2 separate regions of the Callithrix jacchus genome follow, and region 2 is linked to region 1. Evidence: chromatin contacts called from public Hi-C data. All regions are on one chromosome and are shown on one strand. Each heading gives the region's core, a stretch centred on a gene start, on an enhancer-like site or on the middle of the called end of the contact. The rest is flanking DNA. Distances are from core to core; before and after follow the strand shown.

Region 1 (5,913 bases), core at 2,108-4,607:
TTTGCCTCAGCCTCCCAATTTAAAGATTAATTTCTAACCAGAAAGCTCTACCACTGAAGATTCCTAAAAGCATCCCAATTTGAAGATAACCATATACTGATTAGCAGGCTTTAGTCAAAACACAGAATAAATTCTGGCCATAATCACCGACTACCTGTCTTGCTCTGGACAGCCTCCTATGTAAGGATTTGGCACATAAAAAGAAGAATATTTTGAGTAGCGTACTCATGACTACTGTTTTCTGTTCTTCCTGCTTTATATCAATTTTTGGGAAACCAGTTGCAAGAACAAAAGATTCGCCCCTGTCTTTTGATTAAATAGTGCATCAGCAGGACTGCACTGTTCCTATATACCTGCAAATGCTGGCACCTGCAAAGAGGGCATTCAAAATGCAAACACTGCTTTATTTCAATCAAAAAATACGTGTATTTGTGTGCGTGTGCACGCCTTTGTGTGTGTATTTTACCAGGCCACCCCAGAATTTATTTGCCGGCTACAGTGCTTTCACTTGGTATCTAAACTGAAATTATGGCAGAATCGAATGCTATCTTTTGGTTTTCTTCAGTAAGAAAACAGTAGGGTAGTGACATAGGAAATCCCTATCATCCATCTTCAAAAACTGAATCACACGCCTTCATCCTTTTCTTTTATATTACCCCTCTGTTACTTCAAAGGAATGAAGTCTTCAAGAACCTGCCTACCCAAGGATTCCTAAAGAAGCTGTTTATCCCCAGAGGGTAAATTGTGTGGCTGGTTACAGTATCTGTTCCAGACACAGACAGCCAGTCCTTAGAGCACGGCTGAAACTGTTTCCTTTAACCATTCAGATATTTTTTACATTTATATTTTAAGAATTATTAATAAATGCAAATGGTTTGCCACAGATTCATGGGCTAAAATACTAACCTGCCACTCCCCAACCAGATGTGAACCCCACTGTAAGACACCACAGCAAACCGCAAAGGCAGGGGCATGACACATAACGCCTCATACCATTAGGTGATGCAACTGGTTTTCCTTTCTTTTGGAATGTAACATTTTATGATGAGTAAACAAGGCTTAGTGGAAGAAAGGAAGAAACGAAGTCCTAGAGCTCAAGTGTTAGGAAGTCTTTACAAAGTACCTAGTAACCTCCACAGTGACTTAGGATATGAAAAATGGTGAGGAGCCAGCCTCACTCCCACCTCAAGCTAAGCTTCTACTGTCTACTCCAGTCTAACCAATGCCCAGTGTTCTGAAGAATGACCCTATGAACCTATGGGAATGCATCAGGTTTCCAAAGGGTTAAAACACTCATTTGTATTCTCAACACTCCACCACTGTAGTTGTTATTTTAATTAGTACATTCAATCTGAAGTATCTGGAGGAAGATGTTTAGCCTAAACCTCAAAAGACTGTCTACATACTCCTATGAAGCTGCCGCCTCTCAGGCTAAGAGCGAATGCTACCCTGACTGAAGGAAGAATGAGGCTCCCTGCAACTAAGTGTACAGGAACCAAAATGCTCGCACATTGAGCTGGAATCATGCTGGGCCCAGAACACATTTCCCTGAACATTAGATTCAGGATGGTGCAAAACAACATTCACAACCAGACTTATTTACACCTACGCAAACAATTTGTTGAGAAGACCTCAGGACATAGGATCTACACTCTCTGCATCCTGTGTTTATGCTCCTGTATGTTCCAGGTTAGCCCATCAAGCCAGAAGGAAGAGCCTAGCCTGTCATCTTGGATGCCATCCAGATGGAAAACCAAGTCACACTCAAAATCACAGTCAACATTCTTGCAACAATGTTTGACTAAAATAAAAAGTCAACTTGGAAACCCAAGGGGAAATAATTGCTTTCTGGTTTAAAACTGTGCAAACATCAAAGTATCAGCAGAAACCATGTATACAAGTCACTGAACACACCTTCAGCATAAAATGAATCATCTTTCGAGCATTTTTAAGCCCCCAGAGAAATTACATTTGCATGCCAAGTAAGTAGCCAAGAAAATGCACACATATACTTAACCTGCATCTACAAAGAAGACAGGGAAAAGAGCTGCTATTACCGTGAACATCAAAAGGGCTTCAGTTACAGTAACTTCAGTTCACTTCATGCTCCTAATTCAGGCTCTCTGCCTCCGATGCTTAGCACCCCGCACGCTTCTCCAGGTTTTGAACCTGATCTCAATCCAATCAAAAGAGAAACTAGGCAGATTTTTTTCTGGACATTTATATTGCCGGTAACAATAGAACATTACAAGGATATTGTTAACAAAAAATACCTTCTTGCCGAGTCTTTTTATTAACACTTGCAACGCTATTTAAGAGGCTGGCCGTGCCCACGACACCAGACTGCATGTGGATAAACTCAATGTTTCATCTCCACCCCGCCCATCGATTCCTATCCTTTGTAACTAATAATGTTACTCGACAGATCAAGAAACTAGGTTTTCAAAAAGGAGTTTTCATTCATTCTCTGTAGATATTTTCGCCGCAACATGCCCGCACTCAGGGTGTCTGTGCGTGGCCCCAACTTTCCTCCGAGCCTAGGAGGGTGCAATGTGGGCCAACCATCCCGCGCGCTTGTCCCTGGAGGCTGCGGGGAGAGACACAACGCGACATTCACCCCCAGGAAAGAGCTGCTTTCCGCGGAGGAGGGGGGCTGACTGTATCCTTAGTTCGGCTCCTCGCTTCCCCAGCGGCTAGCCCTGGGCATTGCACCGCGGAGGGGAGGCCGGTCGACCCCTCCAGCGATGCCCGGTTCCTGCCTGCTGTGGGAGGGCAGCGGAGGGCACAATGTTCTCACCAAGAACAGCTCCCCTTGGCCTAAGTCGAAGCGCCCGGCTGCCCGGAGCACGCTCACCCCTCGCGAACACACTCCTGCAGCCGAAGCAGCCCCTGAAGCCAGCAGCGCCTGCAACAGGTCCGGGGCAGTGGGGGAAACTTACAGCAGTGGCGACTGGCCGCAACGCACAACTGAGTTCTAGCTTCGGTCACGGGCGGGAGGCGACGAACAGACCGCTCAGCCCCGGGGAGTGGTGGCTAAAGCCCGGGCGTAAGGAGCGCCGGCCCGGGAGAGGACTGCGCGCCGAACGCTGGCTCGCGAACCGGCTACCGCTGGCGTTCGCCTCCGCTTCTAGTCCCCACGCCGCGGACCCCGTGCCCAGGGGTCCCGCAAAGCGTCTCCCGGAGCGCGTCTCCGGAGCGGAAAGCAAGCCTGCCACTGCAGGCGCCGCGGAAGGAGTTGGGTTGTGCGCTGGCGGAGGGAGCTAGAAAGCGCTGATTGCGCCGGCTGCCGCCTGGCGTCTGGACTCTCCACAGCGCCACCACCACACCGCCTCCTCTCCGGCTGCCAAAGCAGTCTGCGCCTCGCCGCCGCGCGTCCCGCTATAAGTGGCGCGGCGGGGAGGGGAGGGGGCGCGTATGCAAAGAGAGGACACCGGGGGAGGGAGGAAGCGCCTGGGCGCGGCCCGAGGTGTAGGAGGAGGAAGAGGAGGAGAAGGAGTGGGAGGAGAAGAGGAGCTGGGGAAGAGCGTGTCGGGGGAGTTAATCGGGAGAGGAAGCGGGAGAGGGGGGCTGCGGGGAGTTCAGAGAGACAAAGCGGACGCGCTCTCTCAGCCGCTGGCAGCTGCTACTTGGGTAACCTAAAATAAAATAAGTTTTCCCGAGTCCGAATGTCTGAGCTTCTCTGGGCCAGCCTAGTTAATGGACAGCCCCGGATCTAAGGGACCCACCTCAGGGGAGCGAAGCCCGGGGCTGTGAGCTCGGTGATGCCAGAGTCCGCGAGATGTTCTGGAAAGGGCCGCAAGGGGCGAACTGGGTATCCCCAAGACGGGCCCTGGGCACGGGGCACAGTTAGCGCCTTGGGTAAGTCACTTAGAGTGGGGAGAAATAGTGGCAATGGAAGGGCAAAAGTCTGGACACTTTGGGGACACATGGGATGAGCAAGCCAGGAGGTTTAACTTCCTTGTTGGCAGAGAGCCAAAGAGACTCCAGCCCTAGGCATTTCCCATGTGCCCCTTCCCACTCCCCAGCGGGTGCGGCAGCCGTGGCTGGACTCTGCCCTAAGCCAGGCGACTGCGGCGGCAGCCCGGGCGCTGTCCTGCGGGGAGCGCACCACGTGCTTTTCAGCCAATCGCCGCGGCCGCTTGATTCAAAGTGAACTCCTCAAAGCAGCAGCCACGCCACCTCCTCTCCTAGAGATAAAACCTCCATCACCCTCTTCTGCTTTTAATCGCTCGCTGATGTTTGGAGTTCAGTAATGGCCCAGCGCACACACGTTTAATATAGCCCCGCGGGGCGGGAGAAAGGAAGGCGATTCGAAAAATAATCTTGCGTGGTGATCACTTTTACGAATCATTTTTTGATCTTTGCAACTAGAGACTTGTATTTCCACCGGAAGTTAAGATATCTGTTTTTTAATTCGGTATTCGGAATTAAGTCCATAATTGCAACGGATAGATGACGGGTCCAGCCCCCTTGTTTTACAGGCGGGGAACCGAGGCCCAGGGAGATGTGAATTGCCTGGGTCGAGGTCCCTTAGCAACAATGTCCCAGCTCTGCAGCTCGAGAGTGAGGGGCCCTCAACAGAGTCTATTCCGTCCCCGGGTCCCCGCGTTCCCGCACCCCCGCACCCCCGCGCTTCGCCTCCCAGCTTGCTTTAAAATACTAAGCGCAGGAGAGGTTTAAACTGGCCAAGGAGGCTCCACCTGGCACTTCCAGAATCCAGACTACTAAAACCGAGACTGTCAGTTCTTCATTTTAATTTTATTTTCCTTTACCCTTGTTCCCTCCTGGTATTTGAGCCGAGAAATTTTGCTCCTTACAAGGAAAGACAGTGCCCTCTGAAGTCCTTTGTTAGCATTAACTCAGCAGCCTCACCACGAACCTTTAACTATATATGTATTTTTAATGCAGTGTCTCGGCTTGTGGCTGCTTCACAGAGACAGCCCGGATCAATGTATGGCAAGAACCATGTATGGAGAGCCGGGGGGCGGAGGGCGCTGCGAGGTTAGGAGAGGGCAGTCAAGAAGCACCCATGTTCTGAGGCAAAGACCAGACAGATGGAAACACTGCATACTCCAGAGATAGGTGCTGAAAAGATGGGAGGTGGAAATGTGTAGCTACTTGACATGTCTTTTTAAAACATGTTTCTGTAGCCTGTGGCAAGGTGTAGGGGAGCTCATCAAGGCAGTCACCAACGCACATTATAGACACCTCCTGGACTCACTCTGTCTGCCTCCTTTGTGAGTCAAATCTACCTAAAATCCCACCAAGATGGCCTTGCCTAGAAATGGACTACGTACATAGCTCTGCTGGTTGGTTGGGGATTTTGCCGCAGGAAGCCACCAACCTAGGGACAGGTATGTATCTTCACCACCTGGAAACTGTGGAATGCCCTTAGCCAAGGGAACAGAAAAGTTCACATCTCTTTGCGAAGAACTTTGCAAGGCAGGGCTGAGAAAGGAAAGAAATCCTCTAGCCATTGTACCACCATCCACTGCTGCCACTTTCCTGTATCTTTTCTACCTAATGTTGCTGCTTTCTATGCTTCAAGAAAAGAAAGAAAAAAGCTGGAGACTGGAAAATCTTGAAATGCATTCAGTGACCATATACATTCGCTTCATCTGTCTTCAGGAGATAAGCAACACAAAGGAAAAGAAATTAGCTTATGCAGGTTCTAAAAACCGGCGAATGTTTTCCTGCGAAAGTCACAGGAACTCAAATTGCAAGTTGGGAAATCATGTGTGCTACTGAAGACCTCCTACAAACTGTACCCTAGTTTGCTTGAGCCAATGTATGACTAGTTTTCGGGCAGTTGGGCAGTTTATAATGTTTATTGCAGATGAAAATGATTTGCGAGGTAGCATATTTATGATCATAGCAACTCAAACTGTGTAATCCTTTGGCATTTCTCAGCCA
Region 2 (5,913 bases), core at 1,532-4,031, 660 kb before region 1:
CATTTTGGTTGATAAAAGTATTTCCTTTAATAGGCATATGCATTAACAGCCCCATCAACCAATTGTCAATTTGGTGCCTACTTAGAGCAGTGCTTCTACACCCTGCTGCCTGCTGCCAGCTGCCAGCTGCTGGGGTCCTTGCTCCCTGCTCAGGAGCTCGCTGTGGAATGGATCTGGAGGTGCAGCCTGGGCACTGAGGATTTCAACAGATCCCCACATGGTCCTACATGCAGCCAGAATTCAGAGCTATTGACTTAGATTGGTAGGAAGAAAAGGAGAGTAGGGAAGAAGAAATTCACCGTCTCAAGCATTAAGGAAGCTCTTAGAGTGATCAATCCATTCCAGTTTGCCAGGGATTGTTCTAAATTGAAAACTGAAAATCCTGTGTTTTGCAAAACCCCTCAGTCCCTGGAAAACCAGGATGGCTGGTGACCCCAGTACATTTCCAGGTGTTAAGTAAAGACAAAGGCTCTCAAATGACAATCTTTCCCTGTGGGAAATAGACAAAGCCTCTCTTTACACAACACTTTAAAACCACACGGTTCTTACATGGAAATAAACAATCTCATTCCATTCAGTTCTAGCAAAACAAATGTACTCCCCTGTTCTCGTGATCTGTGTTCCCTGTGCATTGCACTGTGGTTCAGGGCATAGATAACATCCATACAGATTCTAGCACCAATCTGGATAAGTGGATTTATTACAGGGCCCTGTTATTTGAGAAAAGACTTGGCTGATAGCACTGTTTTTCTTCTGTTGCCTTTTGCTAAATCCCAACACCCGAAGATTATCAGTCCTTTTTGAAGTGTCCTGTGATTCCGATTCCAATCAATTTACAAAGGATGTGAGACAAATCTGAACTTACCCCAATTAATGTGTAACTTTGAGAAGCACCCCACCCCCTTGCAAGCATCTTGACTGGATTTCATGGAATCTCATTTGATTCTGACTTCCCACGACTTCCTGAATCCAGCCGTGGAAAGAGGGAGGCAGTCCTTCCTGCTCAGTGAGCATGTTTGGCAGCTTTTGTGGTCAACACCAAGGAGACCGGCCTCTGCTCTGACATGTCTCAGGTATTATATCCATCAAACTACAGGTTTCTGGTGGGCTCTGCCTGCCCAGTTTAGGACTTGTTTTCTGAAGGCCCGGGTATTGGCAAGTGATCTGCAGTTACAGATCAGAATGGCTACCCTGGTCATCAACATGATGCTCTGCAAAAATTTCCACATTTGGAAACACGTGACAGAGGAATTCCAGGGTGCTCCCTGGTGAGCCACGCCATTCATTGTGGGCTCCCTCTGGGCTAGCCATCATGCCAGACCAGCACAGACATGACCGCTTTTTACCCTCAAAAGAAACATGAGAAGTAGATAATACTACCCCTTGTTTTCTATATGAGGAAGCAGGCTTGATGAGAATAAGCTGGTAAGTGACAGAGATGGTAGATGAGAGGATCCGATCTCCCTGTCATCAGGGCTACTGCCGTGGATCTCAAGGGCACACCCTCTGAAAGGCTAGAAATACAGCACCTATAACAGATAACGTTGAGATAGAGAAAGAATTTTAAAATTTCAAGGATATAGCATAACAAATGCCTGGACTTGGAACCACATTTCCTACTTCTGAATCTTGTTTTCACTTATCTGTAAAATGGGTTTAAATGAGTTGATATAGTTAGAAGAGCATTAAGATCAGTAAACACTCTCTGTGGTAGTTGTGTTCTTCTTACTCTTGTCCTTTTTATGATGATGATTTTCTTTTATTCTTTTTCTTTTTTTTTTTTTGAGATGGAGTTTCGCTCTTGTTACCCAGACTGGAGTGCAATGGCACGATCTCGGCTCACCGCAACCTCTGCCTTCTGGGTTCAAGCAATTCTCCTGCCTCAGCCTTCCAAGTAGCTGGGACTACAGGCGCGCACCACCATGCCCAGCTAATTTTTGTATTTTTAGTAGAGACGGGGTTTCACCTTTTTGACCAGGATGGTCTCGATCTCTTGACCTTGTGATCCACCCGCCTCGGCCTCCCAAAGTGCTGGGATTATAGGCGTGAGCCACCGCACCCGGCTCGATGATGATTTTCTTAAGTGTCTTTGATGAGGATACACCTTGAGCTCCTTGGGCCATGATACCACCAGGATTGAGAAGATCCTGGAAGAAGAAGCAGGGCACACTGTGTTTCCCATCACATCATGGCACACTTGCTTTCTTGCATTTTTTTTTTTTTTTTTTCAAAAAAGGGGAAAAGATCCCCGAGTCCCAAACTCTGCTAATACTCATTCAAGAAACTTTGAAGCCAGAGCTGTGTTCAATGCTCTGAGGTTGATGCTGAATAATTTGCAACTGGAGAACAGTTTCCAGCCCATTCCTGGGTCCAGGTTCACTTTCTGTTCAGCAGAGCCACGGTGGATTATGAAGAAACACACTGATTACAGACTTAAATAGGCCACTCTGAGCCATCTGGGTCTATTTTCTCTGTTTTGGGAGTCCCTCCACTGGAGATTCTCTACCGGCATCTGAAATATCCCCAGTGCTGGGGCACTCCCTATCTCGAGACAAAGTCTGTGTCACTCCCCACTAGCTTTGTTATAAATTCTTTCTCTGGATCAATCTGAAATCTGCTTCCCTCTAACAACATCAACAAGTGGACACACAACCTGCCTTCCTGTCAACGTGGAGTACCACCCCACCCTCTCCCACAAGAGGGAGATATCACCTAAGCACACAATTTACGTCGTTGGCAATTTATTCCTTTCCCAAATCTGTTTTCTGAGAGAAAATGCTTCAGTCCCTGATGACTTGTCTTGGTATCATGCTGGAAACAATGTACTCTCTGTGTGAATTGTGTTTTGGACCCAAACAATCAGCATTGCTTTAACAGTATTGTGCAAACATGTCCTAGTGGGCATAAGTATGAGATTTGGTCATTTCAGCCCAAGGCCAGACTGGCCAAGTTTCAGGTTTCAACTGAATCACTGGTTCTTAATCACCTTTATCACCTGCCTTGTTTGTTTGTTTCCTATATATGGAATATTTTACCTCTTCTGATATCATCTTTGACTATTTCTGTTTTCAGGGTAGAATTTTTTATGTCCAGTCCAATGCCTTTGTCTGAAACATAGAGAAGATTCTTTATGTAGGAATCTGCAGGGCCACTGCTTTCTAGGGCTGGAATTAGTTATGAAAGGACATTTGCTATGGTTTTTAAAATGGGCTAGCCCACATTCACACTAATAATAGCTTTCCACTTTGTAGTCAGTTCCGTTTTGGAGTTCAAAGTGCTTTATAGTTATAGCCTAATTATATCATTTTTATTATGTTGGTTAAGTATGAATGCTGTGCTATGTTATTATCTCCACTTTATGGAGGGGAAACTGCAAGGAAGGCCTTAGCATGGGAAAGAAAGAGGAGTTAGAAATCTGGACCCAGGTCCTTGCTCTAGCTGCTCCTCACCTTGGCTGTGTCCTCTTCCCATCCTCCACCATGTCACCCCTTCTTCAAGTCCACTTCATGTTGCTAAGTATGAGATTTAGTCTCATGGGACTTGAAGAATGACTGTAGAAGAGGCTACCTAGAGGGAAAGAAAAGTCAAATATCTTAAAATCCTATACCTGTGTACAGTTATATTTGTATAAACATATTAATACAAAAAAAGGGTCTGGAAGAAGACAAATCAAACACCTTCCTCAACTTTACAGACATTTTCTCTTCCAACCACTTGCATCCCATATGACTCTGGATTCAGTTCAGGCCTTTGTTTTCCAGGTAGGTGTTTTGGGGCATTTTGATTCATCACAATTTATTTCAGCTGTTTTTATTTTATCCCTCAAATATGGAAAAGAAGTTCCTTAAGCCAAAGGGATATGTAATTTGTTTCTTTTGTGGCCCAAAGAGCTCTTGCAATGTAGTAGGGAGAGGGTAATAGTGTTGGTTCAACAAAATCTTAGCTCTCTTCCCATGATGCAGATGACAGGATATGCCACACAGGAATGATGGATGATTCATGCCTAGAGTGTGGGCCTGGAAAGAAAAAGACTTAACCAGTTGACCAAATAACACAATAATTGAGTATTGAGTATCTACCATATGCAGGACATTGTGTTGTGATGTGAGAAGGATGCAAAGAAAGGCAGGATTCTGCCTCTGCCTTCAGGAATTTCTAGTCTCATTGCCAGTCTGTTTGGGCTGCTATAACAAAATATCATAAATGGGGTGGCTTATAATCAACAGGCATTTGTTGCTTACAGTTCTAGAGGCTGGGAAGTCCAAGATCAAGGCATCAGCACATTGAATGGTGAGGGTCCGTTCTTCATAGCATCTTCTTGCTATCTCTTGACATCATAGTAGAGACAAACAAGCTCCCTTGAGCGTCTTATACAAAGGCATTAATCCCATTCATGAGGCTGCACTCTCATGACCATGTCACCTCCAAAAGCTCCACCTCTTAATACTCTCAATGCTATTGCATGGGGAATTAGGTTTTAACATATGAAGTTGAGGGGGACACAAACATTCATACCATAGCACTCACTGAAGGGGTAAGAACCATATTGTGGAGGGGTTGATGGCATCGGATTCACAGCATGGAGATGCGGCTTTGAATCCTTGCTCTGCCATTTATGTGTGGCTTTGGGCAGGTTGTCTAAACTCTTTGAGCCTGAGAATTTTCTTTTGTACAATGAAGACAATAATAATGTGGGGATGACAAATGGATGTCTATAAAAGCATTTGGTACAGTAGCTCATACAGAGTTATGAATCAATAAATAGTAGCTATTAACATTATTAGATGGCTGGTAATTCTAGGTAAAGTCAAAAAGTGGCTCAGCAGAAAAGATACATGGAGAGTTCAAAAGAATGACCAGGGAACCACATGATGAAGGAGGAACCTACAATTAACCTTGAAAGATAACAATGGGCTTTGAAAAATAGGAAAGGGGGGTGGACTAGGGAAATGTGTGATCCAAGCCAGAGGTGGGAAAAAGGATGGGCTTGGATGGATGAAATACAAGGTTCTCATGGAGAAATTCTGATAGACAATAGTATGAAAAATGACAGCCATGCTACTGCTACAAATGGTGGTGAGTTCTTTCATTTAATAACATGATTACATAAGAATTATCATGGCCATTTTAAAGATTAGAAAGCTGAAGTTTTGAGACAAGCTGCAAAGTTGGAAAGAAATACAGAGGCCTTGGCTGGTGTTGGTGAGGATGGGTCCTCTCATATGCTGTTGGTGGAAGATAAATTGGACACAGGCTTTTTAGAGCACTTTGACAGTATTTAGTACAATTGTTAATTTTACTTCAAAGTATTGATCCTGGATAAATATTTACATATGTAATCAAAAAGTCATGAAGAATGATGTCCACTGAACACTCCAAAAACTTGGATATGACTCACATGTCTACAAATGTTAGAGTACTTAAGCACTCAGTACTGGCAAGTCCATATTGTGGTAGGTTACTTAATATTTCAGTGTAATATGACTGACATGGAAGAAGCTCTAGAGAAAAATAAAAGTCACAGATCTTTAAAATCCTACACATGTGTAATTATATATATATGTATATATACACGTGTATATATATATATATATATATATATATATATATACACATTTTTTTTAAGATGGAGTTTCACTCTTTCACCCAGGCTGGAGTGAAATGGCATGATCTTAACTCACTGCAACCTCTGCCTCCTGGGTTCAAATGATTCTCTGGCCTCAGCCTCCTGAGTAGCTGTGATTAGAGGCACCTGCCACCATGCCAACTAATTTTTGTATTTTTAGTAGAGATGGGGTTTCGCCACGTTGGCCAGGCTGGTCTCAAACCCCTAACCTCAGGTGATCTGTATATACATATTAATACACTAAAAAAGTCTGGAAGAAGACAAATCAAACATTTAACAGTTATTAA

Evidence for each region. A called contact is a pair of places that touch in the nucleus more often than the background predicts.
Region 2: a contact with region 1 is called in a Hi-C map of induced pluripotent stem cells, with 4 times the contacts expected there. The contact joins the enhancer-like site here to the promoter of ENC1 in region 1. A contact is called at or near these places in 2 of 3 Hi-C or Micro-C datasets (induced pluripotent stem cells and skeletal muscle).

Annotation. Positions count from the first base shown.
Region 1 is chr2:136,419,203-136,425,115 of calJac240_pri, reverse strand. It overlaps ENC1 (ectodermal-neural cortex 1), which reads right to left and starts at 3,357. Exons shown (of 3, transcript XM_002744865.6): 1 at 2,940-3,357.
Region 2 is chr2:137,082,204-137,088,116 of calJac240_pri, reverse strand. No RefSeq gene overlaps it. Among named protein-coding and RNA genes, the nearest start is that of ARHGEF28, 380 kb to the left of the region's middle. Within about 2 kb of position 2,781, at least 2 of the 16 cell types and tissues checked have an H3K27ac peak or open chromatin away from gene starts, as enhancers often do.